Linked DNA regions of Mus musculus: region 1 is linked to region 2. A link is a contact called in public Hi-C data. All regions are on one chromosome and are shown on one strand. Each heading gives the region's core, a stretch centred on a gene start, on an enhancer-like site or on the middle of the called end of the contact. The rest is flanking DNA. Distances are from core to core; before and after follow the strand shown. Region 1 overlaps Opcml (opioid binding protein/cell adhesion molecule-like). Region 2 overlaps Opcml (opioid binding protein/cell adhesion molecule-like).

Region 1 (2,700 bases), core at 59-2,558, 210 kb after region 2:
TCATGAGAATAGTCAGAGCTCCCTTCAAGGCGTGGCCAAGGCAGGCTAGCTGGTGGCTCCAGACAGGCCATCTATTGCATATTTAAACTATTTATATGACTCAGGACTTGATCATCAGCTCCTCTAAAACATGGGCTGATCAATGTCTCTCTCATGGGCTGGATTCCCTTGAAGTTGGCATATAAAATCTAGCAGACTCAGGAATTGACATCTCTTCATTCTGTGAAGTTATTTGTGTTCTGTGATACACATCTTCACTCTGAGCTATGCCTCCACTTCAGTACATGCAGAGAGAATAGAGAGTCATATATCTAGATGGTTGGACAGTTTCAGTGTGTTCACCACAGTAGTCATTGCATGGACTCAACTCAGACCTTTCTAGAAGTATCTATGACAGGGCAAATGACCATTCCTGGCTAGAATTTGTCTTCCCCCAAGAGAGCTCATCTGTGTATGAACCTGGACCCTGTTTCTTCAGTACCATCTGGTGATGTTGGAAGAGAGCCCTGACAGACCTTTGTTTAGAAGGAGACAACATTTTCAGCATTTTATTTCCATTCGAACTGATTTCTGAGCAGGTGACTCACTCTCTGCCCCTTCTGGACTCTCCATGGGTAGATTTAGAGTTGGGATGGTTATTTATCTGAGGGTTGAAGGTATGAGAAAGAACCTACCAGGTGGAAGTGAACAGGAGATTATGTTTTCTCAGATGCCCTTCTGGGTCCTCTTATGGTGCAAATATGGCAGAACATACAAACAACCCTTCGGTTTGTAGCTCTGCCATATTACTGTTTTTATAGTAGCAATAATAGAGTAGGAACAATTTCATTGTAGCTAAGAAAAAATGAGCCCTTACATTTGGAACAGAGTTCATGTGGCATGTGACCTCTGGTCACTGTCTCATTCTTCCAGACAGTTCCAAATTCTGGAGGTCAAGATGTTACTGTGCCTTTTCCAATACCAGCCAAAGCAAAGGTACAAGCGAACCCTTTGCCAGGATTCATGGCTTCACAGCACATGGATAATGGTCTAGTTCTCTGTCTTATTCAAAAGCCTTCTGTTCTTCCAAAGGAGAATGACACTGCCTCTGACTGAATGGAAAGGTGTATTTTAGAGATCTTTCCAGCCCCTTGTTCAGGCCAGGAACACACCAGAGCCTTATCAGAAGTTGCCAGTCGGGGTCTTGTCTAGAGCTCTGCTCTAAGAACCTCTAATTTCTCCACAGAATTGCCTGTCTTAGGAAGATGCTGAGTATACAGAGCCAGAAGCATGAGTCTTGGCTTCTCACTTCCTCCCACAGCATGCAAGGAGTCTGAGGCATATGTCCAAATGGTCATCTTCCCAGAACAGTGAAAACAGGATATTTTTGGTCTGGTAGATGATGACTTCCTTTTCACTGAGACTCTGTCCTCTTCACATTCTATCACCCTTCTTGCCAGTTGGTAAAGAGTAAGCCCTGGGTTAAGGGAAAGTAAATAAGGACCCAGGAGTTTTGGTTACTAAACTGGTTCTCATGTGGTTCCCACTAGCTGTCATGCACAGTGAGGTCATTAATATCCCAGGCCATAGGGAGCACAGGAATATTCAGCCCATTTAGATGGATCATAAGACTGCCAAAAGATAGGGTTCTATCAGGGCTGGATAGATGGCTCAGCGGTTAAGAGCACTGACTATTCTTCCAGAGGTTCTGAGTTCAATTCCCAGCAACAACATGGTGGCTCACAACCATCTGTAATGGATCTGATGCCCACTTCTGGTGCTTCTGAGGTCAGCTACAGTGTACTCATATAAATAAAATAAATGTTAAAAAAAAAAAGATAGGGCTCCATCCAGGTATGCCACCAGGGTTGTTTGAAAAGAAGCTAGGGGAGTAGGGTGACATAAATTTACTAGTGGGGGATTATGTTCTCTCAGATGCCTCATTTAGAGGATTTTCTCTCATCAGGAAGATGCATCAATGTGCAATAATTAAAAGCATCCCCTATAGTGCTTCAGAATTTATAATATGCTGCAATTTATTTTATATGTCTAAATAGTCAACTTGAAACCTAATTTAGCTCTTTACTTTTACAATAAAAAAAGGTTTGAAAATGCTACTCTTAATCATAAAAGAATTTATCCCAATTTTAAAAGTTGTAGATATCATAATGTAAGCCAATATATAGTGCTAGGAATTATAATAAACAACGTTGTGGCTGTTCTACTGCCCATTGGAAAGTGGGGTCTTCTAAGATGGCAGAGGCAGAGGCAGAGGACCAAGCCACATCCAGAGGAAGTGGGTGAAGGGGTATATGTGGCAGAGAAAATAGTGCCTCCAAGTCCACAAACACACTCTTCCAATGACTTAGAATGAAATCTCTCTGTCAGTGGTTCACAACTTTCCTAATGCAATAATTCTTTAATATAATTTTTCACGTTGTAGTGACCCTCAACCATAAAATTACTTTGTTGCTACTTTGTAACTATAATTTCACTACTGTTTTGAATCATAGTGAGCATATATGATATGCAGGATATCTGATATGTGGTCTCCAAAGGGGTTGCAGCCTACAGGTTGAGAACCATTGCTGTATAGCATGCCATGCTAATGCTATGATACAAAGATGCTCCTCAAGAAAAACAAAGCCTCTGACAAGGACTCAGGTTATTTCTTGCTTGACTTCAGGTCTTCTGCTTCATCTCTGGATGGAGAGAACATTT
Region 2 (2,700 bases), core at 39-2,538:
ATGTGATGACACAGGATCGCCCTCAGCTAACCATCTGTGATGGCAGCGTGTGTTGGGGCTATTTCACAATTGAAGGCTTTAGATTTCCTGTGCCAGGGCACGACTTTTTATGAGTCTTAGGAAGACACAGCCCCTCAGTCTAACCCTGTGCGGTGCACTTGGGCCCTGATGCAAATTATGAGGCCTTTGTGTTTTTATGGGCTGGGACCAAGAAGAGCAAGCATGTAGCTTTTATGCACCGACATCATTCCTGTGTGAGAAGCACAATAGGGAAGCTTTTTGTTTTAGCTTAATGAGTTACAGAGAATCACTTCCATGCTCCAGGCAGAGGGGTGGAGATGCTTGGAATATGAACCTTTGGGGACTGGGCCTGCTGCAGCAGAGACTTTAATAAAAATGCAGCCACCACTTTCCACGAGCTCAGCAGATATCATCTTTTATCCCTTTAATGAGGCAGTTCTGGTCCTAGGAGACAGATTCAGGGACATCCCAGCTTAAGTATGTCTCAGTGTACACAGGGTGAATGTGTTTGCCCTGCCTATGACTTTGATGGTTATAGTGAAAATAAAATATTCTGACCCAGATTCTGCAGCCAGAATGCCTGGCTTCTACAAGGAGATATTGAGGGTGGGATTTCCTTCTTCCTGTTCTCTGTGCTTTTCCTTGTGGAGTCCTTCCAACACACACAGATATCTCCCAGAGGAAGAAATCTTTTCACATGAACCCTAGGGTTAAATTTGGATCCCTTCTGCCTTGGGAGGTTCGTAGGTAAATCATCTTTTCAGCTAGTGAAAGATCCCAAAGTCCTGTCTTCTTGACCTGCATGGTCCTAAAGACAGCATGAGTTACAAGTGCTTCTCATCTTTTGAGCACCCCTTAGCTTGTAGTGGATGAGAGTGCCTTATCCTTATTGTGTTGCTTCAAGGAAAGTTCCAGGTCTGCTCTTTGAGGTATGATTTGTGGGACTTCACTTTTGCAGGGGACTGGTGGTTCAAAGGTGCCAAAAGCATCTAACCGCAGTGTATGTGAACCCAGGAAATGTGGATAGTAGTAGTAGTGGCAAAAGAGTTTCAACACTGCCAAATACCTCTTGTTCTTTCAGTCTTTTGTTAGAGGCAATGAATTGTTTCATAAACAAGGGGGATATCACTAATAAATTTACAAATTCTGCTGTCCTCCTCCTTCCTGTCCCTGAAAATTAAATAAAAAACTTAGAAACTTGAGCTTCTGCCTTCTGGGTGCAGTAAGACAGTTCTACCAGCAGAGGGCGAGCTTCAAGCTTCAATCTCTCTCTCTCTCTCTCTCTCTCTCTCTCTCTCTCTCTTATTAGCTACTGGCCTGTTTTCATGATCTTCAATTCTAATGTTTAACAGCTGGGCTTGGTAATGGGAAAGGGGAATAAAAAAGGAAAAGCTGAATGGTTGCTTTTCATGCTTTGTGGAAACAACAATGTGTATGTTCAACTATGACTGCTGCTGCTTACCTGACCGTTGTGGTAGCTGACTTTTAAAAGTCAGCACAAGCCATGTTGATTTTGTCTCTCTTCTCTCTTCTGCCCCTTTCCCCTGCTATAGACAAACCTATCCCTGTGCCCACCTATTACTCTCTGGATCTCCTCTACAGATTTTACCTCGTGTAATCTTCTCTTCCATTGCTCTAATCTTACAAGGTGCCTCCACCGGACACTCTTTTCTTGTTACCTATGGTCTCCTTCACTTCTTCCCACCATCATTAATTCTTACTATTCTCTATGCTAAAATAGCTTGCTACTACCTCAACATTTCTTGAAAGAACATAAACAGTCCATGCAGATTTCTGCAGCTCAGCTTTCAACCTCTCTCTTTTTCCTTGTCTACTAATCTGTTCTATGAGCTGTGTTCCTTTCTTATCAGTAAGACGAGGTACTCAGTTGTTTCACTGAGAGGCCATGTTCTCAGTAAGGGGAAACCCACAGTCTTGGCCTCAGGGAAATCTATCATATGGTTTTTGGTAGTATTTTTGTTTTCTAAAACTTACAATTCATTTTACCTCTTCATTTTTTGCAATACTGGGGATCAAACTCAAGGCCTTATGCATGCTAGATAAGAGTAGTGCTATAGCCTTATAGATTTTCCTATAGCCTTATAGCTCTATGTAAAATGACTTTTATGACTCCTTGAAAGAGTTCATTAGGGGTTTATTTCTTGGGAAGTTAGTGTTCCGAATGTATCAACGAGTTAAATGATACACCTATCAGAATTAGTAAACCCCCTTGAAGGTGTCTGTTCCAGGTCACATGACCTCTTAGTTCCTAAATCCTGAACAAAGTCAGGCAAGGAGCAGAGACCAGAAGGTAAAGCCAAGATATCCTAAGCTTGTGTACACACTCAATTCCCTGTGAAAATTTCCCCAGCTCAGAGAGGACAATTGCTTCCTGTGGGAGATCAGTTTTGTTTTGACAGGCCCTTGATTGTGCTGAGAGACCTTAGGAAGTGACGTGCTACAGCATGCTACAGAAGACTGAAGTTTTCAGTATAGATAAAAACTCATTTTATATAAATGAGGCCATATTATCATCCCTGTAACTATTCATAGGGCTGCTTGGAAAGTAAAAATAATTATTTTAATACTGAGTTATTTTGCCTTTTCGAAGAGAGATGATATGGAAAATGGAGGTGCTATTCTTTATAGTTGAATTATACCTTCTATGAATCTGATTTG

What was found. Hi-C and Micro-C count contacts between places; a contact is called where the count stands out from the background.
Region 1: a Hi-C map of cerebellar granule neurons shows a contact between it and region 2, with 3 times the contacts expected there. The contact joins two enhancer-like sites. A contact is called at or near these places in 6 of 484 Hi-C or Micro-C datasets (brain, cerebellar granule neurons, cerebellum and 1 more) and 3 of 115 datasets of contacts at active chromatin or transcription factors (SST interneurons, embryonic stem cells and fibro-adipogenic progenitors).

Annotation. Positions count from the first base shown.
Region 1 is chr9:28,617,388-28,620,087 of GRCm38.p6, forward strand. All of the region lies in intron 2 of Opcml (opioid binding protein/cell adhesion molecule-like), which reads left to right. Among named protein-coding and RNA genes, the nearest start is that of Gm39313, 220 kb to the left of the region's middle. Within about 2 kb of position 1,309, at least 6 of the 459 cell types and tissues checked have an H3K27ac peak or open chromatin away from gene starts, as enhancers often do. A contact at or near this core is called in cerebellar granule neurons, where this site is marked.
Region 2 is chr9:28,404,758-28,407,457 of GRCm38.p6, forward strand. All of the region lies in intron 2 of Opcml (opioid binding protein/cell adhesion molecule-like), which reads left to right. Among named protein-coding and RNA genes, the nearest start is that of Gm39313, 9.9 kb to the left of the region's middle. Within about 2 kb of position 1,289, at least 6 of the 459 cell types and tissues checked have an H3K27ac peak or open chromatin away from gene starts, as enhancers often do. A contact at or near this core is called in cerebellar granule neurons, where this site is marked.